2 separate regions of the Zea mays genome follow, and region 1 is linked to region 2. A link is a contact called in public Hi-C data. All regions are on one chromosome and are shown on one strand. Each heading gives the region's core, a stretch centred on a gene start, on an enhancer-like site or on the middle of the called end of the contact. The rest is flanking DNA. Distances are from core to core; before and after follow the strand shown.

Region 1 (7,575 bases), core at 71-2,570, 710 kb before region 2:
AAAATATATGTATCCGTATTCGATTTGTATCCGAAATTTATATTTATTATTTGAGAAGATATATGATAGATTTAAGGTTTACCTTTCATGAATCTTTACAAACTCAATACTAAAAACAAGAATATAAATTTGCATAGCAGATTCTATATTCTATTAATTCACAATCAAAGAAAAAAGACCAAAAACTGATATCTGAATAAGTATCCGTTTACACTTCTACGTAGGTTCGAACCCACCTCATGCATCGTTTTTTGTTTTTTAACATTTTACGTTGATTTAATTAAATGGGCTGACAGGCTAACGAGCCGGCCTGACACAGTCAGCAGGTCGGCATGACGTGCTTGTACGGATGTAAATGGATATCCGAACTGTTAGGACAAATTTAATATTTTAAAATAGATATGTATGAAATTTGATGCTAATCTCTTCTTATGTTATGAAGCACATTATTATAAATAAGAATAAAATTTTGTATAAATTATTTCATACATTATTTGCTCCATACAACAAAAAAGGTGAAAAAATATATGTATCCGTATTCGATTTGTATCCGAAATTTATATTTATTATTTGAGAAGATATATGATAGATTTAAGGTTTACCTTTCATGAATCTTTACCAACTCAATACTAAAAACAAGAATATAAATTTGCATAGCAGATTCTATATTCTATTAATTCACAATCAAAGAAAAAAGACCAAAAACTGATATCCGAATAAGTATCCGTTTACACTCCTACTTGCTTGGGCCAGAGCTGTGGCCCACGGGCGTCTGGCCCGTGCCGGGCCGTCATTTGGCTATCTATAGGCGTAGCTGTGGCCCGCGAGTGTATGGCCCGTGCCGGGCCGCCGTTTGGCCATATATAGACGTGCAACGGATTAATTTGAAATAGCTGTGAGAGGTTATTTGTAAAAATATGACACGAGACGACCATTGAAACCGGTGCTTAAGTATAGTAGAGATATGAGCAATTGCACGTACATATATCACCAAAATATTGTTACAATTATAGACAAAACTATGCGTTTTTTTAAAGTAAAACAGGACTTTAGGAGCACGCCCGGCGCTATGCATGGCATGCAACAGGCCCGCGATTCATAACAGAAAATCAAGGGCTGAGACCTGATTGTTATCACGTGCAGCAGGCAACTGACAAGAGCGAATCTAGGAGATGCAATCTGCACCTACCGTATCCTACCGTACCGCGGCCGTGGTGTCTCCCCCGTTCCTATCAAGCCGCCCCTCACTATATATACGGACGTGCCGCATCGTGGATCGTAGTTGGCCGCGTGCGAGAGTCGCCAGCCTACCGCCCTACCCCCGACTGCCGACCCCGCCTGCCCGCGGCACCGCGAAGAAGATGCTTACGCTGAGGAGCTCCGACTACGAGGAGTTCGAGGTGGAGGAGGCGGTGATGATGAAGTCAGAGATCATCCGCTTCATGATCGAGGACGACTGCGCCAACAACGTTATCCCGCTCCCCAACGTGAATTCCAAAACTCTCGCCCTGGTCATCGAGTACTGCAACAAGCACGTCCACGCCGCCGCCAAGCCCGCCGACGACGACTCCGACGCCGCGGAGACCACCAGCGCCTCATCAGCTGGGGGCGGCGGCGAGGTCGACCTCAAGAAGTGGGACGCCGAGTTCGTCAAGGTCGCGACGGCGACGCTCTTCGACCTCATCATGGCTGCCAACTATCTCGACATCAAGGGGTTGCAGGACCTGACCTGCCGGGCGGTGGTCGACATGATCCAGGGCAAGTCACCGGAGGAGATCCGCAAGACCTTCAACATCAAGAACGACTTAACCAAAGAGGAGGAGGAGGCGATCCGTAGTGAAAACTCCTGGGCCTTCGAGAGATGTAGTCTCCCGCTCCCCGTCCGTACTGGACCGCCGTGGTTACTGTTAGCTTTGATCTTGATTGCTAGTTTGCTCGTCTACAGTTATCTTCTGATCTGATACATTAATAAGTAGTATGTTTTATCTATAATTATTAGCTAATATATTGGGCAAAGACTAATATGCAAGCAGCCATTATATACAAGTGTGCAAACATGTCTTTTGGTCCGTTAGATTTAGATCTAACCGTATTGCTATATTTAACGTTTAAATCCTTCCACCACCATCTCGTTTAACTTTATAAAAAACCCTAACAAATCACGATTACACATACGGTTAGATCTAGATTCAATGCACCAATTGAGCTGCTTACACGCTTGCACCTAACGTCTGCTTGCATATTAGTCGTTGCCAATATATTGAGGAGTTCGTCTGTGATCTGCAGTTATCAGCTAATATATTAAGTATTTAGGAATTCCATCTACATGCTGCGAATATAATTAAGCTACAAAGTCAAGAATCAAAATTTCAAGAAATCTATCTACAAATTCATTGATCTGACTTTTCAGATCCGAACAAAAAGTGCAACCTGTCTTTAGAAATTATGTTTTTATTGAATTTTAGAACATTTAAATCTGAAGTTATATTATCTAGTGCCCACAAGCGCATGTAGGGTCATGAGACCGATTCCAATCATCCGCTCTTTTTTTTTGCCCCTTTTTCTCCTCATAAATTTCTATGGTCTGCATGGGGTTCCGATTAAAATTTGGATTAATTATATACATGTCACTTAACTTTTACAAAATTAAATACCTAGTTCAATTGAATTTAGTGGTGTTGAATTAATCACATAATATACATGTTATCTTGATAAACCATAAGGCGTATGGATGATTCCATTGCTTTAATAGTAATAATAATAATAATAACATAAAAATGAAACTAAAATAGGATTTATAATAATTAAGTGTTAGAATAAATAAAAATTAAAAAGATTTTAATTAAAATATCAAAAATGGAATTGTAAAATTGGTATATTAAATTGATATATTAATGAACTATGTTTGTAGTCTCCAAACACACATTAATACTCACCTTACCAATCTTTGTGTTTTGTACACTGTCTTGAGCAGTCTATACCCATCTTTTATCCATCTTTGTGTTCAAAATCCAATTTTGATAGCCACATGTGATCGTTAGATGTTTTTTGTCTGTTAAAAGTTTCATCGTCGTCGCTGCTATTGTCATGGCTGCAATACTGACAAGGTTTCTCTCTTTCAATGATCATATCATTAACAACATAAAAAATACAATGATGTTAATCAAATGGACCGACAGGCTAACGAGTCGGTCCGGCACAGTCAGCAGGTCAGCATGACGTGCCTGGGCCAGAGCTGTGGCCCGCGGGCGTCTGGCCCGTGTCGGGCCACCGTTTGGCTATCTATAGACGTACAACGGTCCGGCACAATCAGCAGGTCGGCATGACGTGCCTGAGCCAGAGCTGTGGCCCGCGAGCGTCTGGCCCGTGCCGGGCCGCCGTTTGGCCATCTATAGACGTGCAGCGAGTTAATTTAAAATAGCTGTGAAGGGTTATTTGTAAAAAGATGACGCAAGACCACCATTAAAACTGGTGCTTTAAGTATAGTAGAGAAAACTGGTGTGTTGGGCTGTATTTGTTGGGTTGACTGGTTATAGGTCATTTAACTTTTTCTTTTTTCCATGTTTCTCTCTTCTACTAGGTTGAAATAGGGCTACTAGGCCTTACAGTTATGCTAGCTTACTTATTATAATATTTGGTTTAATTTTTTATATTACTATATAATCAAGGTGTGGTTACATCTTAAGCTTTACCGGCTAAAAGATAAAAATGGGGTCATGCGCCTTATATCGTCTTACGGCCTTAATAACTATGGATTACACAAACAATCACTATATTGTGAATTAGCTTAATAGGCCTCTAAAAAGCAAATGTTAGTCATAATAATTTTGTATCACCATTAATCATGGAACCCATTAAGTGTCTAGGTGCTTTTAGCATTGTTACTTGAAATTTGGATATTGACATTAGATTAGAGCCCAAGTGTTTTGAGACAAGAAGTTATGGACACTTTGTGTCAACATAGATGTTTGGTTGCCCCACAGTGCAATTTGCTCATGTTTGGCTATCCAGGGTGCAATCCACTCAGGTTTGGTTGCCTACACAGGTATAACAGACTAGCACCATACGCAAAGCAATTCCAGCCTGCATCCTACTATTCGGTCAAATCCTACGTATCCAGCATGCCCCCTTCGCTTTGTTCAGGTGAAGGGCACGTTGTATAACATCTAATGCAACACTAATTCAAGTAAACAATCAGACCAATATCATTCGATATCTGGCAAAACCAAAGAATTACTCTGATATAGATGCTCTTGAACAAAAGACAACAAAGAGAATCAAGTATGGCAGACTGTTAAAATAGTTTCCTGTGTCAATATTTCCAGACTGCAGCCTGTTTTGAAGATATCTGCTCCAACGGTTCACAAAAGTGACAAACAAAATTGTGTACTATTTGAAAACATGGATGGGAAGGGAAAAAATTGGGGGCCATCATTCAGTGTGTGAATTAGCGAGTAGCAAGTTCCTTGCAACCAGGCATTGGAGCAGGATGCAGGAGAAATAAACCCCCTCATGTTCCTCCCAAGTGAAAAGGATATGATGTATTAACAGTGCCTAATTCGACATTTTAGAGTTTTGATTTGAATTGAAAATTAATTCCTTTGGCAGCGTTGGAGGTCTTCAATTGCCTTCTTCCATTGCCAAGCACGCTGTTTCGCATCCTCAAATGTTGACACCTTCTTTGGCTGTAAGAGAAATTAATTAGGGCTTGTTCGGTTACTTCAATCCAGAAGGGGATTAAATCCCCTCCTAGTCATACTAAAGAAGCAAGAGTAGCTTAGATGAATACCGTGCATATTCTAAAATGTGAAGAATCTGATACTTGCACACTGAGTTCACTTGGGTCATCAGACCAAATAATGTTTCCCTTGGCCACCATTTTTGAAGGGTCAACACAGATCAATTGAGGTTTGTCAGTGAGGATCAACTGGATCTTCTTGTTTGCTAGCTTATTAATCTTCTTCAGCTTTGATATTAAGACTACAGACTCGCCGGGGTCCAGGAATTCTTGCCTGCCACATTGTTTAAGCAATATATCCATCAACATGAATTTCTTGTGGAAAAAACGAGTACTATGTTTACCATATTCACATTGTATTTTATTTTGCCTTTTGTAGGGCATAATCAATTTCATGATATACAAGATTTACCATTTTGAGTCAAAGGAGTCGATGGAAGCTAATTTAGATATATGGGAGCGCACTTCAGATGATGACGGGGCACCATTATTACCAACAGTATTTGACTGTTGGTTGACTGCCACACTTCCCATGTGTGCCAACCAATTTGAATCTTGGCTATCCTCATCTTCATTTGCCTGATTGAGGCTATTGTTAGGAAGACAAAGGCTGGAATAGAGTAAAGATTTGATTAACATATGTCACAAAAAATACATTTGCATCGATTGCGAGCTTAGGTGGCCGTGTCTTCCTCAGGTTCTTCCAGTCTATGCCTCTGAAGAAAGGATGCTCCTTCAAGGAAGAATAACCATCAGGTCCTGCACCTGGCCTTTTGCCTGGATCAACATCCTACATATTCATAAGATAAATATTCGATAAAGTGAAGCCAAAGATCAAATTCACAGTTTTCAAATTTGGGTCAAAGGTCAAAGGCATGGAACTGTTTTTCTAAAACGAATGCAAATTCACTGTCCTAAAAGAAAAAAAATGTCACCTTTGGTCTAGTTTGGAAACTCAAATCCCCTTGGCATCACTGTCATTTCCTAGGGTAGCAATCCCAAGAGGTGTCATTTGAATAAGATATTTAGTTATTTATGGGAGGTTTTCCCTCCTTGGGTTTGCCTCCCCTTGCTCTCAAAATATCCCTTTGTGTTTGAACAATAAGCATAACTGAGGCAGCCACTGGATTTTCCAGAATCTGACCTACTTAGCTTGCAATTTCTATTGACAGCCTGGCTAGGCTACTTTATTTCTTACCATCCTTGTTGTTTTTAAAATTAATCCAAGATCTTCATAGGTTTCTCAATACAGTCCATAGGGTACAAAGCATAGATTACAGATCGTCCGACTAATCACGATTAGTCGCGATTAGTCGGTCTGATCGGATGTCAGCACTCGATCAGAGGTCTCGATTCGATCAGAGTACCTGATCGTCCTTATCGTCCGCCTAATCGCGACAAAGATCGATTAATCGTCCTAGTGGGCGATCAACTGATCGATTTAATTGCTCTTTGGGTAGTCCAAAAGCCATTTTAGGTTTAAATGCACTCTGGGTGTCTCTCCAAACGCCCAGCCTCTTCAACTTCCTGTCCAGGCGTCTCTTCTGCTTCCAGTCTCTTCAAATCCTTGTCCAGGCTAGTACGACAGGCTACTTAGCAGGTCCAACTTGGTGTGTCTGCTTACTTCCCAGAGCCCCCAACTCCATTTCCATTCTCTTCTGTTCTTCACTGAGTTCACTCTTCTCTGTTCTTCACTCTTCTGTTCTTCTCTCTTCAACAACAGCAGCACTCCGGAGTTCGGAGATGAGCAGCTCTTCTGATGGTACGTGAGTGCCTTCCTGGTCATGGTCTACTACTCTACTGGTCTAGTAAGTTGTAGACTTGCAGGTTCATAGTCTTATATAAACTTGTTGCTGTTATGTTGTTATGGAGTATGGACTATTCAAGTATTGAATAAACATGTTGCTGCTGTGCTGGTCTAGTAAGCTGGATGTACTGCTGTTTTGGACTTCCAAGTATTGAAATTGAATATTGATATTGATGTGCTGTTATGGACTATTTAAGTATTTATACTGCTGCAAGTATCTCTCTCTCTCTCTCTCTTTCTCTCTCTCTGGAATACACAGGACGACCAGGGGGACGATTAGGGTCGATCAGGGGCGACTAATTGCCCTGATTGACGCCTAATCGCGACTAATCGCCCAGTGGCATCGATCAGGCGATTTGAAAACTATGGTACAAAGTCACTCATTTGTCCCAAAGGTATGCCATTAGAATTTGAACACACTTGGTTTGCATAGTGGAATCATTATTTCCACTGGAAACACATTTCAAGTTTCTATTTGTCGTATTTATATAAAACAAAACAACATTTCAATTGCATGAATAATATATGAGGAACTTGTGCACATGATCCATATAAGCAATAGGTATTTAGACATACCAGCAATTTGTCAACAAGATCTCTAGCTTCAGCTGAAAAATACTCTGGAAATTTGAGGTCCCTTGCAATGATTCTCTGGAAAATTAACCACTCACTAGCATCTTTAAATGGCGAAGAGCCAGAAAGCATTTGGTACAGTGTGCATCCCAATGCCCATAAATCATTTCTGTGATGAAGTTCATAGTACAAATAAGTGTCGAGTCTATATTATTTGCTCATATCACCACAAAGTGCAGTTTGAAGGCATGCATTCATCTCTTGGAAATGAATGTTTCTAACAATGTGCGCAAGCAGACCTTTAACTCTACAGCATCTTATGCATGAATGTGCATTTAGATTGCTGCTGGAAGTGAGGACTATGCAGTCTGAATATCTCATGTATCTAGTGTAGTCAATAATAGTGTGATGCTGATTCTTAATAATCCAGTAAATAACTCACGCAGATATAAAAACA
Region 2 (7,586 bases), core at 1,316-3,815:
AAGTGGCGAAATCCTCGGCGTTTCCCACATTGCTTTCAGGTTTTTTTTTCCTTTCTAAACGAAGAAGCAAACGGTGGTTGGCCCGGAGCGGAAGCGGTGGATATGGAACGGCGCTATAATGCACACGACGTCGACGCGAGGGCACCTGGCCGTGGGAAAGGAGGCCATGAATGATGGCTCGTCTTTCGCCGGCGTGGCGAGCCGACGGATAATGTCGTGTCGCCGATGGGGTTCTTAGGCTCTGTCAAGACGAATGAGAGGGTTAGGCTCTGTCAAGACGAATGAGAGGGGTGCCTCTGGTTGCTGGCACCTGGTCTCAGTGCGGCTGGGCTGGAAGACTCTTGAGGTTGAAGCTAGAGAGAGCTTTGAGAAAGCGAGTGAAGTGCACGCACGACAGAAGCAACCAAAGTTGCCAGTACTTTTTCCGCGGCGATGGCAAGGGTCCAACCTTATAGGCCGCTTTCTTCGCGCCCAGGCGAACAAACAAAAAGCAACCTTTCGATACGCAGCAGCTGCGAGTGTGGCGACGATTCCTGAGCCAAGATATCTTGTTGCGATCGATCAGTTGCCTATGCCTCTCCTCTTCCGACTCCCACCCCTCTCTCTCACCCCCACCAGGCCACCACCATCATGCCTCCTCCTTTCATGGCAGAGACGCAGACGCAACAGCGAGACAGGAACAGCATCATGGCCAACCAGAATGCTCCATCGCTCTCTCCATCCCCTCGACAGAGACGGAGAGATGGGGTTAGAAAGAGGGGCAAGGCAACAACATGCTATTGCAATAGCATAGGGACACTGCAGCTAGTGCTAGTACGTACGTATCTGACTTTGCTTGTACTACCATGCAAATCAAGCAAGCAACGTTCGTTTGTTCATGCGAATTTGTGATGATGATGATGCTCTCCTTCAAGGCGGGCACGAGGTGTGGTGTGACCGATCCATCACATCAATGGCTGCACAGGTCGGAGAGCTCCTTCCTGCCCTCGACAATGTCGTCCAGGAAGTCGTCCAGCTGGCACACCAGGCTATCGGTGCCGGTCCGGAGCACGTCCAGCCACGCCTTCAGCTCCTCCACCTTGTCCTTGACAGCGCTTCCGCCGCCGCCGCCCTCGCACTTGCGTCCCGCCGCCGCGGCGCGCTCCACCTCCTCCCGCGCCGCCTCCACGGCGGCGCGCGCGCACCGGAACTCACACATCCTGATGCCCGGCGCGGCGCCGGGCCCGTCGGACTCGGCCTCCTCCGCCAGCCTCTGCTGCAGCATTGCGATGGACGCAGTGAAACCGTCCGAGCCGGCGTCGTCGGCGCCGGCGCACGGGCCGCCGGCCGCCGCGGCGCAGGAGACCGCGCCGCTGGCGAGGATGAGCAGGAGGAGCGAGCTCGCGTTGTGCAGCGCGTACAGGAGCCCCCGGAAGCCGTTGAAGCCGGCGAGCCTCGCGTCCGTGGCGCGCAGCAGCAGACGCTCGTCGAGATGCAGCGACAGCGGCGCGATCCTCGCGTCCGCCAGCGCGCGGTTCTCCTCCTCCGCGGCCATGGCCTCCCTCCTCGACACGGAGATCGCCCGCATCACCTGCGATGAGCCGATGATGATGCGCACCACAAACAGAGCCACGAGCGTTTCAGTCTTTCAGACAGTAAGGAACAGAGAAGAGAAAAAGGCCTGCCAAAGGCATGAATGATGGAAACGATCGATCGCAACCGCAGCACGTTTCAACGACAGAAAGGAAGGAAGGAAGAACCAACCAACCTGGCGAGTGGACAGAGGAGAAGGATCCTGGAGCCAGTCATCCAGCGCGGCGGCGGCGCAGGAGGCCGCCGCGCAATACCGCTCGACGGAGGCGAGGCCGAGCTTGAGGGCGAGGCAGGCGTCCCAGAGGCGGGCCGTCTCGTCCATGTACTCGTCGAGCCAGCGGCCGCCCGGCGGCAGGTGGAGCTGGCCGACCATGAGCGTGAGCTGCGAGTGCAGCCCCCTGAGCAGCGCGGCCGCCCGCAGCAGAGCCGACAGCGACGACAGCCCGCCCGCACGGCCCAGGTCGTCCAGCCCGCGCGCCAGGGACGTGAAGAAGGCGTTCATCGCGTCGTCGTCCCCGCCACCGCCGACGCTGCACTGTTTGAACTGGGAAAAGGAAGCCTGCTCGGCTGGCTATATATATAGCTAGCTAGCTAAGCAAGAGCGCGGTGGTGCACCGGCGCGGACGGAGGAGCATTAACCTGCAGCAGCAGGGGGGGAGGGAGCACGAGAGGGGCAAGGCGAGGCGACAGACACGGGAGGAGGGAGTGCAGCGCGGAGTAGCGCAATGATGCGTGTCTAGACGGGAGGGGGAAGGGTGATGAAAAGGAGGAGGAGGGGCGGAGGGCGGAGGCAGAAGCAGCGGCAGCAGAGCGCGACCCGAACACTGCCGCTCTTGTCTTGTTGGCTGGCAGCTGGCTGCTGCCTCGTGCTCCCCAAGCTTAACGTGTTTAACCCCTCTAACCGCAGTCATCGGCCGATGACAGCACACAGCACCGCAGCTGTTTACCACCAAAAAAGCGGTGTGGCTCCTTGTCAGCCAAGTGGGCCCCTTGGACGTTTCCTGCTGGCACCATTCGTTGAATTTTTTCCTGTCCTCTTGCCTGCTTATTCAGGTTCCTGTCTGGCTGTCTCTGAATCTTTCGAACCTTTTTATTTATCAGGGGTTTTCTCTTCTATAGTATTTTTTTTTGAAAGAAGGGATTTCACTTTCTTAACCTGGTTTTAGGAGGACAAGCCATGTTTATGTTTATCATAAGAGTTAGAAGGTGTTCGATTCAACTAACTAAAGTTTAGTTTATATCACATCAGATAAATTATGAGTATCTCATTAAGCAATGCGATATTTAGTACCACGGGTCCAATCAGTTCCCCCCAAACCTTGCGTTATTCGGTTCTATCTTAATCTTACACGGAGCACTGCCCCTTTATTCCCTTAACCCCTTTCCAACTCAGAGATGCAAATCTTATCCTGTCAATGCCCACCACCACCACCGAAATTCCTCCACATTTCATTCCGGCTCCTGTTGGCAAGGAGCTATACTACTTGTAGAGACCTCCAGAAATGCCGGGGATGCCGACCGGATTACTCCAAACCATGCTTACCTTACCGTAGAAGTTTTCTTTTTCTTTTTTTTTTCTTTTTGTCTGGAAGACTATCTTCGGACCTGCCCTTTCACAGCCGATTCTCTTCTCCATATCAAAACATGATCGATCAGTCTTGTACAAAAAAAAAAAAGAGAGGAGGGGGTGGTAAAGCTCACTGGCAGATGGATGGCATAGTAGTGTTAGGTGCCATTGAATTCACTGGGATTTGGTCGTCAGTGTTTGTTGCGGTCAGAGCACTATACCTCTCCCTGTCTGTCTCCCCCGGACTGTTGGAGCAGTAGCCCCGCCCGACATGCATGGGATTAGCATGCTTCTCTGGTCTCGGTCTCTGGGAGTGAGCAGCCAAGAGTTTTCGTGATGCGGCAGCTGCGCTCCGTGTTCCCGTCCGTCAGTCCCGTCACACGCGCCTGCCGGGAGAGGCATAAGCACTCGCAGTCGCAGTCGCAGGTGCTCCTAGACCGGAGCAGCGGACACGCATGATCACGGCGCACGCCATGGCAACAGCAGGCAGGCAGGGAACGGCAGCGGAGCTCCCGAGCTTGAGGACCGGACGCGGACGCGGACGGGCAGGTTTTATTGTCCTTGTCCAGGACCGTACGCCTTGTCTGTGCCCGGCTCCCGTATCTCGGAGGCAAGGCAATCGATTACCACCGCCCTTGTTTGCATTGCAGTCAATTTCTTTGATCACTGAGTACTTGCTTTGCTCTGTTGCTCAATAGTTGACGTCCTCATTTTCGGAGGCAACCGCTTTTAAGTTTTAACCACACACTGACACACACATATGGTAATTTGATTAGATAGATCTTTAAATCAATAACAAACTTATCTAAAAGTACAAATATTGATCATATTTTTTTTATAAATTTAGTTAAACTTTAAAATTTTTGACAGTTTATAAATACCGTAACGATAACTGTATTGAAACGGAGAGAGAGAGTATAATATAAGTTCGTTTGATATAAGGTCTAAACTTACACTAAAACTTTAGTCCTAATCCATCCGAAGAGGTGAACTATTTAGGTCTCGTTTTGGTCCTTTAGTCTAGAAACTAAAGTTTAGTTAGAAGACTAAAGTTTAGTCCTTATCCTGTTTGGTTCTAACAACTAAAAGTATTCAAAAAACATTAAATGAATCATAAGAGAACCAAAATATCCCTTATTATTCTCCCGCCATCAGTGTAATTGAAATAAATAAAAGACAAAAGATAGAATTAATATGGTTTAGTCCATTTTAGTCACCCCTTGGGTACTAGAGACTAAAACATTTTAGTCCCACTGTTTGACAATTTAGGGAATAAATGAGACTAAAATGGAGAGACTAATCTTTAGTCCATCAACGAGGCCTTAGTTATGCACCGGTAGTCCAGGATGCCGGTTATATATACAACTTGTGCTGCTCACATCAGCAGAATGGATGACTTGATTTTCTTAGAGATAAAAGATAGAATTATAAGTTGATGATATGTTCAAAAGACAATCATTATCAAATAGACCTTTAGGGTAAGAGACATCTCACAACCGAGTAGTCGTTGCCTTTCACTTAGGATTGCCAGCACCCAAGTCACCATTGTCTTTCCTCTCGATGCGAGTCTATGTTAACACGACAATATTTTGGTGTTTCATCCTTGTACGGTGGATACTATAGACACAATGCTACTGTTATTGTAGTGTTGAACGACAATGAGTGTGAGAAGCAAGAGTGAATGTATCATTGCTGTTTGTACGTGAGGACGTACGACTACTTACATTATATCGTTACACTCTTTTTTGCTACATTACGCGTCTAGTGGTAACGATCTATGATCTCCTACTCATATGTAATATGTCTTGAACATGCTAGATACATTAGTGTGCAACTTACCCATTTTCTAACGGTGGTGCCAAAGTCGTTCATGCACAATTTTTTATCTAGATGGTTTTCATATAGGTGTTATGCCTAATAAATTAGATCTAGTTTTGCTTTTGTTGTAACACGATTTGAGATAGATGAGTTATTTGTTGGTATAGTCGTACAACTTGTTTATCCTTATCAGCTATGTCATAGTGATGACACCATAGTACCCTAAGGTACTAGAAATGGATTGCACCAAAGAGCGAGGAGTGAGTCCTAATGCTGTAGAGTATGCCTACCGGGTCATGGCATCACAAACACAGTAACACTAATGTTTTATAGAGGTTCAGACCGTTGAGTGCTTAAGACCCTATGCCATCTTTTCTGTGGTGGATCTCTATGTGAAAGAAGTGTACAAAATTGCAAGGCTCCTAGAGGGGAAGAAGATCTATCCTCTGAGTGGTAAACTAAGGCAAGTTGTCTATCTCTCTCCTGCTCTTGGCTTTTAAATAAGTCTTGAAGTCCCTTGTCTAGTGGTTGGTTGTGTGAAATCGAAATTAAATATTGTTCTCACCCGTTGTATAGTCCAAAGGGATGATAGTGTCACATGCATACGCTTCTATGGTCCTGACCTATCATAGATCCAACTATTTGTGTCACGTCTGCATGCCGTCTTTTAGGGGGCGTGCTCTTATATAATTACTCCATCCTATCTTTACACATTAATGTTCCTCGTACCTTTTATTATATGCGTGATCCCCAAGTCATCCTGTTCTATCGATGTGGATCCTCCTAACCTTCTGTATGCGATGACTTTGATATGTGCACCGTAGTATACTCTAGTTTATTTGCATATAGTGTTGCACCCACCACACACGTCAGCATGGTGGAACATTTGCATCCGGTATTTTAATGCGATGCTACTGAGGCTATCCTTTGGTAACTTAACATGTTGACAAGGGTAAACTCTAGTTTATTTTAACATGTTGTTTGAAAAATGTTGACAAGGGTGAACATGTTTACAGTGCACCAAAGCAACTCCTTAGCAATGTCGACAAGGGTGCCTAAGGTGGACAGATCACGGTGGGAGTATGTCCTATGACCCTCTACTTATATTCCACTGCTCACATGTTATCTGTTGAATTATTGGACCAAGCCCATTTAAAATTCTGAATAATTCCTAAAAAAATTCAAAGGCCCATTCATGAAGAGATGTATGACAATATTGAGAGGGGTATGGAAACATTAGTCCCATCTTGCTAGTTGAGTCCTCACCATGTTCTTGCTTGTGTTGGATGAGACATAGAAGGAAGAACACACATGCTAGCTTGCCTCACTGGACAGGGTGGGGGCCAAGGGCGTGGGCATGCAACTTGCGCATGAATGGTCTGTCAATTTCGAGATCCAAGCCTTACACACATGTGGCTTTCTTTTGCAATTTTGTTTTGCCACTTATTCCAGAATCCTTTTGTGGTTTCGTTTTGTCGCTTATTACATAATCATTATTTGATAAGTTTATTCCGAAATCCTTACCTAACAAGGCTTATCAGATGTGGATCGGATCAACTGATCATTATCTGGTACGATCCTTATCTGATATGGTTCCCTATCAATTACAGATTTTTTGAATCGAATGTGGTATTATTATATAAGTACCTACCTACATGTGCTGCCATCAAACGTACCAACAACCAACGTATCTAGCCTCGTCTCTTCATGTATGTTGTGCCGACACGTACGCTACTTCGTCCCTATCATTTGGCATGAATAGGCGATCGGGAGAGCAGGTCTCCAGAACAGTCACCCTCAACGATTATGCATTGGGAGAGGGCGAATAAAGTTTTTGGAAAACGCTCTACACGACTCGATCACTTTCGTGTTGTCTTCAACCTGATCGCCACGGCTCGTCTGCCTAAGCGTTGTGTGGACGTCTCACGTTGTCATTAACAACAAGATGGTGCTGAACGTCGACGTTGTGTGCTATACCCCATCGTTGGCAAAAAAACGTATAACCATCTTCCTATCATCATGCCTTTCATACTATTTTGTCTAATATGTTTAGACATGGTTTTGTTAGATAAAACTTTAATCTTAACTGGCATATGATACATACATTTAGATCTATTATCTTTCCGTACACGTTTGTCATCATAGTCATGCTTTATTTTCGGATTAAATTAAAATCAAATGCTCTAAATTTTTCAACATTATCTTGATTAAACACACTTATTTTCTGATAATAAATACTAAAGGATAAAAAATTGGTGTAATGGTCAATAGGTATCAAAGCCTAGGCCCCCTATATCCACGCTTTTCACTTGCTTTTCGATAATAAATACTAGAGCGGCATGGAGCAAATCGATCTTTTCACTTGATATATAGCTCTGCTTTTATATTTCATCAACGCTTCCATTTGTCATCTATACCACTATATGATCCATCAATTTAATCTTTATAAAACCCACTTAACCAAATTACCCCACATTTATAACCTACATAAAATCCACCAAACAAATTAAACATAGGTTTAACACATCATCAAAACTAACGGTTTAGTCATCGCCAACCCCTCTCGTGTCATCGTGGACCCCTACTTCTTCGCAGGATCATAACGTTAGTACGGACTATATGCTAGTTT

Evidence for each region. A called contact is a pair of places that touch in the nucleus more often than the background predicts.
Region 1: a contact with region 2 is called in a Hi-C map of ear, with 2.4 times the contacts expected there. The contact joins the promoter of LOC103652383 here to the promoter of LOC103650942 in region 2. A contact is called at or near these places in 2 of 25 Hi-C or Micro-C datasets (ear and endosperm).

The regions. Positions count from the first base shown.
Region 1 is chr3:178,762,923-178,770,497 of Zm-B73-REFERENCE-NAM-5.0, reverse strand. LOC103652383 (SKP1-like protein 1) reads left to right here and starts at 1,320. Exons shown (of 1, transcript XM_020551156.1): 1 at 1,320-2,108. The coding sequence starts at 1,362. The coding sequence ends at 1,961. It overlaps LOC103650947 (3-phosphoinositide-dependent protein kinase 2-like), which reads right to left. Exons shown (of 11, transcript NM_001301543.1): 7 at 7,122-7,287; 8 at 5,394-5,528; 9 at 5,151-5,317; 10 at 4,790-5,012; 11 at 4,294-4,685. The coding sequence ends at 4,593.
Region 2 is chr3:178,051,862-178,059,447 of Zm-B73-REFERENCE-NAM-5.0, reverse strand. It overlaps LOC103650942, which reads right to left and starts at 2,565. Exons shown (of 2, transcript XM_008676546.4): 1 at 1,748-2,565; 2 at 671-1,570. The coding sequence starts at 2,074. The coding sequence ends at 950.